2 separate regions of the Mus musculus genome follow, and region 2 is linked to region 1. Evidence: chromatin contacts called from public HiCAR-type data. All regions are on one chromosome and are shown on one strand. The core of a region is the stretch at or near the end of the contact, and the rest is flanking DNA. Distances in the headings are between cores, read along the strand shown.

Evidence for each region. HiCAR-type assays count read pairs that join an accessible place to other places.
Region 2: a HiCAR-type map of kidney shows a contact between it and region 1, with 4 times the contacts expected there. The contact joins two enhancer-like sites. A contact is called at or near these places in 1 of 484 Hi-C or Micro-C datasets (cerebral cortex), 1 of 115 datasets of contacts at active chromatin or transcription factors (kidney) and 1 of 9 other capture datasets (embryonic stem cells).

Annotation. Positions count from the first base shown.
Region 1 is chr3:18,662,629-18,667,895 of GRCm38.p6, forward strand. No RefSeq gene overlaps it. Among named protein-coding and RNA genes, the nearest start is that of Gm30789, 22 kb to the left of the region's middle. Within about 2 kb of position 3,288, at least 5 of the 459 cell types and tissues checked have an H3K27ac peak or open chromatin away from gene starts, as enhancers often do. A contact at or near this core is called in kidney, where this site is marked.
Region 2 is chr3:19,064,290-19,069,556 of GRCm38.p6, forward strand. No RefSeq gene overlaps it. Among named protein-coding and RNA genes, the nearest start is that of Armc1, 96 kb to the right of the region's middle. Within about 2 kb of position 3,287, at least 6 of the 459 cell types and tissues checked have an H3K27ac peak or open chromatin away from gene starts, as enhancers often do. A contact at or near this core is called in kidney, where this site is marked.

The DNA.
Region 1 (5,267 bases), core at 2,038-4,537:
ATCATTTTGGTAAGGCTTACCCAGTCTCCAAACAGCATTGGATTTTTACTTTTAAATTTGAATATATATATATTACCTAGTATAGTCTTTTTGAAGACCCAAAACCAGAATGACATGCTCCTGACATCTTGGTATTAAGGAGAAGAGAGTTTTTCAGTATTGGTCTACCAACCAGGAAGGAAAAGGAAGTAGATTGTGTTTCTGTGTTCTAAGAATCTCCTGACACTTTCCACTCAAAAGCCATATGTGGATAGCATACAGTATCTAATGTTAACTCAATAAAAGCGATAGAATTCTAAAAATTAAGTTGAAATAATATTCATGCATTTTCCATCATTAGGTCTCAGGGTTTAAAATAAAAACCCCATAGTATGTTGCATCCATAGATTTTACCTTGAAAAAAGGCACTGTGATAGCACTGTTCATGGGATATGAATCATTGCACTGAGAGAGTGATGTTATAAAAGAAACAATAGCTGGGCAATGGTGGCACACACCTTTAATCTCAGAACTTGGAAGGCAGAGGCAGGCAGATCTCTGAGTTCTAGTACAACCAGGGCTACACAGAGAAAACCTGTCTGGAAAAAAACAAAAAAGAAAAAGAAAAGAAACAATGGAATCAAAAATTATCTATGTCTGTGAAAATGGGTGACAAATGTATCCTGCTATGATCTTTTAGGGAAAGTGTGATCTATCTGAACTGCAGTGTGATTTACCTAAACTACAGTGGCCTGCTGGCATGTTTCAAACATAGCATTAACATTCGTGCCTATATATGAATATGACATTTGTGCTACAATAAATGCTGAAGAAAATTTATCAGTCTCCTCATTTTAGGAATTTTGAAATCAGAAAATAGTTTCTAGTAGGTGTGACTGAGTACTCTAATAATCTCAGGATTCAGGAGGCTGAGGCAGGATTGCAAGAAGTTCAAGGCTAGCCTAAGCTATATGAGTATTTCATAGAAAGACACATTAAATGGGGGCAGGGAGAAAGTAAGGAAGGAAAGATGGAGGAGGGAAGGAGGAAGGAGGGAGAAGAAGAGAGGACAGCAGGAAGGAGAGAGAGAGAGTAGGCCTTAATTTGACTTAAACAGTTACTGATTACCACAAACATGAATTCTACTTACTACAACTCTATGGACATTTTGCTATGTTGGTCATTATTCTAGTTCATAGGTATCACAGCTGGGTAGACCTATTAATTGTTTCTGTCTTTTGAAAGCTTGCATAGTATTTTTGAAGCTAAACTAAGGAAGGAAACTTTCAAGTTTCATCCAGATCAAACAAATTGAGTCCTGTGTTCTATGTTTATGATAGATATCTTCAGCAATAGGAGAGACAAACAAGGGCAGTATTAATAGTCTATATTATTTTGGGAGTTACTTGCACTGCTCTTACCAACTATTCAAAAGAAGGTTTTTTTGTATGTAATACTGGGGTTTGTTTATAATTCTTGTAGGAAACACTATTCGTTCAAATAGTGACAAATCTTCCTTTAATCTATCCACACACACACACACTCACACACACACACACACACACACACACACACACACACACACACACACACAGACAGTCAGAGAAAGAGAGAGAGAGATAAGAGACAGAGAGAGAAGAGAGAGAGATCCACTTATACTTACTGTGTATAATTTTACATAAATATAAACTTATTTCTTAAGGCTTTATCATACAACCTTGATCTTATTTGTCCCTTGTCATGCTTTCTCCTTTTGTACTGACCTTCCTCCCTTCCCAGGTCCCTGGGTAATCATTACAATGAAGCAAGTTTGAGAGACACTATATTAAGAGTATTTATTACCTTAGAGCCATAATTTTAGAATTTTTCTCTCTTTCAGTGAACAGAAGAACCTACATTGTCTCCATAAGCCCTGTAGTTCTAAAAGGAAATATTAGTATTATAAATCTTCCTTGTGGCCATTTGGAGTTTCCTGATTTAAGGCTTATAATTTTTACAACTTATAAGTGAACCCAAGATCTCTAGGAACCACTTTGTTGAGGCATAAAATTTTGGCTAATGGAGGTAGAAACTTTCTATAGCATGTGAGTCTAGCGGAACACTCCTAGTTCACAGATAAACATATGTTACTATTTTTACAGTGTAGACTTTTATTTCAGGAAATTGTGGCTTTGTAGAAGATTTGTAGAAAAGTTTTGTCATTTTATCTTGTCAAGATCGCTCATATCTCCTCATAACAGAACTCAAGCTTGCTTTAGAAGAATAGCTTTTAGTCATCTGAAATGCTGCGCACAAGACTTATTTTACTCCAAAATGTTACAGGGGAGCTAGCTGGCTTAAGATTTCTGTGTATCATGACTCTGGACAAGGAGAACCAACACAGTAACTAAACATAGTGTAGATATTTGTTGAGCTGCTGGGGATGAAGAGCTTCCTTCTTCCAAGGAGGGCACACAACAAAACTTTTCACCAGAGAGGTGTGAAGATGCAAGTTCTAGAACCAATGAGGCCACATGGAGACACTGATGGCTCATGGGAGGTGCCATGATGGTCTGTAGAGATTAAGAAGAAAGACTACCCAGAAGACAGGAATGGAGACAAAACCAGTTCTAAAGTCAGTGAATTGCTACCAACCTTGACTGATCTGTCCAAATCTGTGACTCTGTGAACACTGTTGTTTGTGGCAAAGTAAGTTAGGTCTTTTGAAATCTAAATTTTCTTGATATGTGAGATCCTTGATTATCTCAGAGAGGTCCTTACTGGAGGAGTAAAAAGACATTACTGGAACAAAGCTGTCTGTGATTCCGGCTTATGTGAATCTGAAACATGAGTTTTGTGCAAAATGTAAAAGATAATCCCATTTGTAAAGAACACCATGGTACCCAGCAACCATAATTCCCAAATTAGACATCCATAAACATAATCTAGCATTTTTTTCTGATTCATCAACTCATTGTATAAAACCTGAGAACAATAGGAAACACTGAAATCACATTTCATTGTCTTTCACTAATTGCCTTTATTGGAAGGAAAATAAAACTACATGAAATTAAGTTTATCACAGAAAATTTAGGGCATATGGTGGCTATATCTAGGGAACATCCACCTTTTTTTATTGGAATAAATTATTGTTAAAATGAACACACTGTTAGAAAGGCTGTTACCAGTCTGCAGGTCATAAAGATAAAAAGAGCTAACCAACCTCTCAGTGTGGAATTGGCAAGTAAAAAGATGTTCTCTGCACACAATAGGTACGCAGTGAATGTATTTGACTGACAAGAACCCTGCTAGGATTAGCAGTGAGCTATTTAAGCCCTGCTGTTTCTTGTGGACTTTGCCAGCCTTGGCTGCCGGTAATGAGGAGGCTGTAACCATTAACAAGAGCCCCAAGCTACATCTCTTTTTCTTCCACTTCAAACTTCCACAAGCCATGCATTCAAGTGCTGGGCCTTAGCAGCCAATAGGTGGGTAGGATCTGAAGCAAATATTTTTATACTGAAGTATATGCTGAGGAAAAATTTTCACTGTGCCTCTGTTAACAAGCCTGTTACTATGGAGTTTGTAAATATATTCATTAAGCTGTAAAATGATAGCCTTGTATTGAAATTGACCTGCTTTTAACCTATGTGTTTTAGGCATCTGGCACCTAAAAATGCTGCCACATAAAACAAATCATTGTAGATGAAACCAGTTAACTGAAAATAGCAAGTGAGGATCAACTCTTTCAATTTCTGGAAAAGATTAAGTAGGGGGAAGGAGTACAAAGATAATATGAAAGTTGAAATTACAGAAGGTTTTTTTTTTTTTTTTTGCAAAAACAGAAGTGAAAAATATGCTTGTTTTTCATACATGTATGTAATAGGCCAACAACATTCTTAGTCACATATATTTCTTTTTTCTTTTTTTTTTTTTTTTCGCTTTTTCGAGACAGGGTTTCTCTGTATAGCCCTGGCTGTCCTGGAACTCACTTTGTAGACCAGGCTGGCCTCGAACTCAGAAATCCACCTGCCTCTGCCTCCCAAGTGCTGGGATTAAAGGCATGCACCACCACCGTCCGGCTGTCACATATATTTCAAACTGGGAGAAACATGAATCAACGAAAGGTATTACAAGTGTGGCCTTTACATACACATCAGTTCAGTCTGGGAAGGAAACAACTATATTTGCAGGAATGGAGCAAAATATGCTGGGTCCATAAAGTGTCTGCAGTAGCATCAACAATGTGTGCAATCCTTACATCATGCTTCAACAAGGGTGGATGCTCAAATGACCAAGTGTAACATGTCATACTCCAACTTGCCATGGAAGAACCCTTAACCACCATAACAGTTCTTGGTCATTTCAGCGTCTTCCTTCCACTCGCAATGGCTCCTTCTCATAGGAGCAACTGCCATTTGCCATGCAGTTAGTAAACACTAAGAAGCATGTTAAATGACGTCCATGCCCCTTATCTTAATAAGACATGTACTCCATTTAGTCCATTGACGAGTAAAAACACTGAGGCTCAAGATCAGAAGCTAATAAATAAACAATCCTTGAAACTTAACCCAGCCTGTATGATTCCTAATCTTAGGTTCTAAATGACTACACAACTGTTATTATTTTTAGGTTTTATAAGACAATTTAACATTTTTTCAATAGGGACAAGGTAGCCAGGTTTGGTGGTACATACCTGTAAACTCCTCACACAGAAGACAGGAGAATCAGGAATTGAGAGCAAACCTTGGCTTTGTGTTGAGTTTGAGGCCAACCTACATGAGCCCTGTGTCTGAAAAAAAAAAAAAAACAATAACCAGTGTTAAGTGTCAAGGTAGTATACCCCAGCTAAGCGGCTTGGTGCCAGTGTATAATGAGACTTTTCTGATGAACTACTTACATTTAAAGGAGAAGGAAAGAGCTAGGGCAATAGCCCAGTGAGGAAAGTGCTCACTGTGCAAGCAGACAGACCTGAGTTCAGATCCTGCAGCTGTGCCATACAACTCTAATACAGCTGGGCTAGAGAGGCAGAAATAAGAGGGGCACTGAAACCTGCTGACCAGAGGGTCTAGCCAGTGAGATTCATTTTCAGTGAGAGATCCTGTCTCAAAATTAATTTGGAGAGGCATTGAGGGAGGAAGACATATATATGATAATCTGGCCTCAACACATACACATTCACATGTGCATACACACATACACGTGTGTGCACACACACATTCATGAATGCAAAAGAAGGCAAAAATTTAACAGTCACTATGTAACTGTGGCTTTTAGAATTATCAATTATGATTAGACAGAATCTGGCAGCC
Region 2 (5,267 bases), core at 2,037-4,536, 400 kb after region 1:
GAAATGGACTATTTTTTTATATTCTTGGTATAGATTTATTTGCAGCTCAGTGAAGTGGCATTACTAAACGTCAGCAATGACTAAGCACACTTGAAAGTGGTTTCAGAAAATGTCATTAATGGGGTATGCACTCACTTCCTTGCTCCTTCGCCTATCCTTCTGTGGAGCACAGATCTGATATGTGGATTCCTGGAAACCATTTGGATCACGAATGTTTGTGCCACTTTCTAGGGAAAGTGGAAGATGCCATCAGATCAAGTCTTAGTGGTTAAAATTCCTTACTTCATGTGAGGGAGTGACATACGTTTATTGCTTTTGTAGAACAGGATTTTAATATTTTCAACTGTTAGCATTTAACAAACAGAATATTTTAAGATATATTTCATTGTTATGTCTCCCTTTTCATTTCTGATTTTATTAATTTGGATACTGTCTCTGTGCCCTCTGGTTAAGCCCGCTAAGGGTTTGTCTATCTTGTTGATTTTCTCAAAGAACCAGCTCCTGGTTTGGTTGATTCTTTGAGTAGTTCTTTTTGTTTATATTTGGTTGATATTTTGTTTCAGCCCTGAGTTTGATTATTTCCTGCCATCTACTCCTCTTGGGTATATTTGCTTCTTTTTGTTCTAGAGCTTTCAGGTGTGCTGTCAAGCTGCTAGTGTATGTTCTGTCTAGTTTCTTTTTGGCAGCACTCAGAGCTCTGAGTTTTCCTCTTAGGACTGCTTTCATTGTGTTCCATAAGTTTGGGTATGTTGTGGCTTCATTTTCATTAAACTCTAAAAGGTCTTTAATCTCTTTCTTTATTTCTTCCTTGTCCAAGTTATCATTGAGTGGAACATTGTTCAGCTTCCATGTGTATGTGTGCTTTCCATAGTTTTTGTTGGAATTTAAGACCAGCCATAGTTTGTGATAATCTGATAAAATGCATGGGGTTATTTCCAACTTCTTGTATCTGTTGAGGCCTGTTTTATGACCAATTAAATGGTCAGTTTTGGAGAAGGTACCATGAGGTGCTGAGAAAAAGGTATACCCTTTTGTTTTAGAATAAAATGTTTAATAAATATCTGTTAGATCCATTTGGTTCATAGCTTCTGTTAGTTTCACTGTATCTCTGTTTAGTTTCTGTTTGCATGATCTGTCCATTGCTGAAAGTGGGGTGTTGAAGTCTCCCACTATTATTGTGTGTGATGTGATGTGTGCTTTGAGCTTTAGTAAAGTTTCTTTTATGAATGTTGGTGCCCTTGCATTTGGAGCATAGATATTCATAATTGAGAGTTCATCTTGGTAGATTTTTCCTTTGACCAGTATTAAGTGTCCTTCCTTATCCTTTTTGGTAACTTTTGGTAGAAAGTCGGTTTTATTTGATATTAGAATGGCTACTCCAGCTTGTTTCTTGGGACCATTTGCTTGGAAAATTGTTTTCCAACCTTTTACACTGAGGTAGTGTCTGTCTTTTCACTGAGGTGAGTTTCCTATATGCAGCAAAATGCTGGGTTCTATTTACGTATCCAGTCTGTCAGTCTATGTCTTTTTATTGGGGTATTGAGTCCATTGATTTTAAGAGATATTGAGAAAAAGTGATTGCTACTACTTCCTGTTTTTCTTGTTAGAGATGGAATTATATTTGTGTGGCTGACTTCTTTGGGGTTTGTTGAAAGATTACTTTCTTGCTTTTTCTAGGGCGTAGTTTCCCTCCTTGTATTGCTATTTTCCATCTATTATCCTTTGTAGGGCTGGATTTATGGAAAGATATTGTGTAAATTTGGTTTTGTCGTGGAATATCTTGTTTTCTCCATTTATGGTAATTGAGAGTTTTGCTGGGTATAGTAGCCTGTGTTCTCTTAGGGTCTGTATGACATCTGCCCAGAATCATCTGGCTTTTATAGTCTCTGGTGAGAAGTCTGGTGTAATTCTAATAGGTCTGCCTTTATATGTTACTTGACCTTTTTCCCTTACTGCTTTAATAATATTTCTTGGTGTTTTGATTATTATGTGTCGGGAGGAATTTCTTTTTTCCTATCTATTTGGAGTTCTGTAGGCTTCTTGTATGTTCATGGGCATCTCTTTCTTTAGGTTAGGGAAGTTTTCTTCTATAATTGTGTTGAAGATATTTACTGGCCCTTTAAGTTGGGAATCTTCACTCTCTTCTATACCTATTATCCTTAGGTTTGGTCTCCTCATTGTGTCCTGGATTTCCTGATTGTTTTGGGTTAGGAGCTTTTTTGCATTTTGTATTTTCTTTGACTGTTGTATCAATGTTTTCTATGGTATCTTCTGCACCTGAGATTCTCTCTTCTATTTCTTATATTCTGTTGGTGATGCTTGCGTCTATGACTCCTGATCTCTTTCCTAGTTTTTCTATCTCCAGGGTTTTCTCCCTTTGTGATTTCTTTATTGTTTCTATTTCCAATTTTAGATCCTGGATGGTTTTGTTCAGTTTCTTTACCTTTTTGGTTGTGTTTTCCTATTATCCTTTAAGGGATTTTTGTGTTTCCTCTTTAAGGGCTTCAAGCTGTTTACTTGTGTTCTCCTGTATTTCTTTAAGGGAATTATTTATGGCCTTCTTAAAGTCCTCTATCACTATCATAAGAAGTGATTTTAGATCTGAACGTTGCTTTTCCAGTGTGATGATGTATCTAGGACTTGCTATGGTGGGAGAATTGGGTTCTGGTGATGCCAAATAGCCTTGGTTTCTGCTGCTTATGTTATTATGCTTGCCTCCCTCCATCTGATTATCTCTAGTGTTACCTGCCCTCGATATATCTGACTGGAGCCTGTCCTTCCTCTGATCCTGGTTGTGTCAGAATTCCTAAGAGTTCAGCTGTCTCTGTGGTCCCATGATTCTGTGATCCTGAGATCCTGGGTGTGTCAAAGCTCCTGGGATTCAAACTGCCTCTGAGACCCTGAGATCCTGGTGTGACCAAGCTCCTGGGATTCTAGGATCCTTGGCTCCTGGGTTTATTAGAACAGCTGGGATTTGAGCTTCTTCTGGGTGTTGTGAGACTGGCTGCAGAGTTTGTGCCCAAGGTCTGTTCAGGGCACTGGCCCAGACCGGAAGGAAAGGGTGCCACTGGTTGGGTAGAGTTCCTGGGTGCCTGGGTCCTGCTCAAAAATGGACTAATTTATAACCTAGTTTGTACATGATAGATAAATTCCTGTGTCCATGAACCTATGCTGTTAAAGCAGTGAGAATTTTAGAAGAGAGACTGATGCCTCAATTGTAACACAGATCAAAGTACACATGCACTTAGGTAAACACAGTGAAAATTATTAACAGCAGCTGATGTTTCCAGCTTGTCATCAAGTAAAACCTACTCTTTGACCTCTTGAAGCAGGTTTGAAGGCTAGTTAGTCTCTAGGCTTCGTAAGAAATTGATTGGAAAAGGTCACGCTGTCTTGACAAGTGGTTCACAGAAGCAAAGAGCAAGGAAAACTGATAAATTCTGATGCTACTCACACATTCCAAAGCTTGTAAAGAACAAATGGGGGGCGGGTAAAAATGAAAGAAAACCTGAGATGAAGCCTAGCCTATCACAAAACAGGCTAATGACGTGGAACATGGAAGCAAAGGGATGTACCCTGTCTGCATTGGCTCTGGTCCCTCCTTGCCCTAGACTCTCAGAAGCTCTTAATGTCATGTTGGGAAAGTCTTGGCTCCCAGGTCCTCATAATAGTCCATGCTGTTATGTAAAGGAGTAAGCTGGCCTCTTCAAACAGGAAAGCCAGCAGGACACTTCTGTGAAATGTGGATCAGTACTAGTCTCTGGCTTTCCCAGGGTCACAGAGGATACTTTTCCATCATTGCTTCCCTGGGTGTCATTTACCTCCCTGCCCCTGCCCCACCCCCAACAGAGGATAAACAGACCTGTAAAAGGGCCATTTATATGGTACCTACTTGCTGGGCCTAGCTTACTACGTTCCATTTCAGTAAATCATCCAACAAATGGGCACCAAAATCCAAGTGTACTCTCACACTCTTCAAACAGTAACTATAGTTTATTATTTATTTTATGAAGAACTAAAGGAGTTGCTGGTTTTCATAGAAGACCTCTGTAACCCCAGCACTCAGAAAACAGGAATTGTATAGTGAGAAATTTTTCTGAAAATGTCTCACCTTCGAAAAGAATGAACTTTTGCCACTTTGCAGCCAAGTTAATAATATACCTTGAGTTCATTTAAGACCATTTAAGATCGTGTACTCGCCCTGCTACCCTAGTGTGCAAAGCCTGCTTAATTTTAACCTACCGTTGGGAAAACAACATAATCAATCTTACTATGCCTTGTGTGTGCCTGTGCAAGAGCAAATTGTGGAAGTCTTCCTCCTCCTGTCGTCACAAGCCACTAGGTTGAAAACAACCTTAAACAAAACAAATATAGCATAAATATTGGAAGTAACATGTGGATATAGGTTGATAACACATTTGTCGTTTTGAGTGCTATTCTGGGTCAGTTGAGGTCAGTGAAGTAACTTGTTTCCTCATGAAACTTTGTTAAAAGAGTTTTGCAAAAAGTATCCTTCATTCCTTTCTCATGCCATGTTTTTTGTGCTACTCAATAAGTACAAAACAAAAGTTTTTGTTAAGGACAGATACATGTCAGACAAGCACAAGGAGACAGAAACAATGCCACAATCAATAGATCAGACAAGTACAATAAACATTAGATACACATTACAAATACATGGCCAGTAACCATGAACTATAGGCAGACAGAAGATCGGGGAAGAGAAGTGAAGAATTCAAATTTGGGTTCACTCTTGGTCAACTTAAACTTAGGAAGAAGTTTCTGTTTTCATTCCTTAATTTGATATTGACACATTGTGGTGTACCCACTAAGGTTTCTACACACATGCACACAGACACACACACCAACTAAAAGAGTTCAAATAAACCTAATACAAAATTTAATAGTATTTGAGATGAAAATACCAATAAACTTAACTTAGTCATAGTTTTGACTTAAATATTATAGATTGTATTCATGGTTTGAATGATCATACTATACCCCATAAACATGGAAACAGTGACTTGACAGGGAAAATGAGAAGGGCAAGGGCTTCTAAAGTAGGGGAGACACAGAAATACAGAAGGAGAGAAGAAGGTAAAATAACAATAAGGATGTCTAAAATATCCCATAAAGAATCATGCTATTAACTATTTACCTAACAAGGGAAAAAACTATAATATACATAATCCTGTGTATAAATATACATACATAGTTTTAACAAACTTTTCTCATCTAGGCTGACAATGCTTCCAAGAATCAAATGC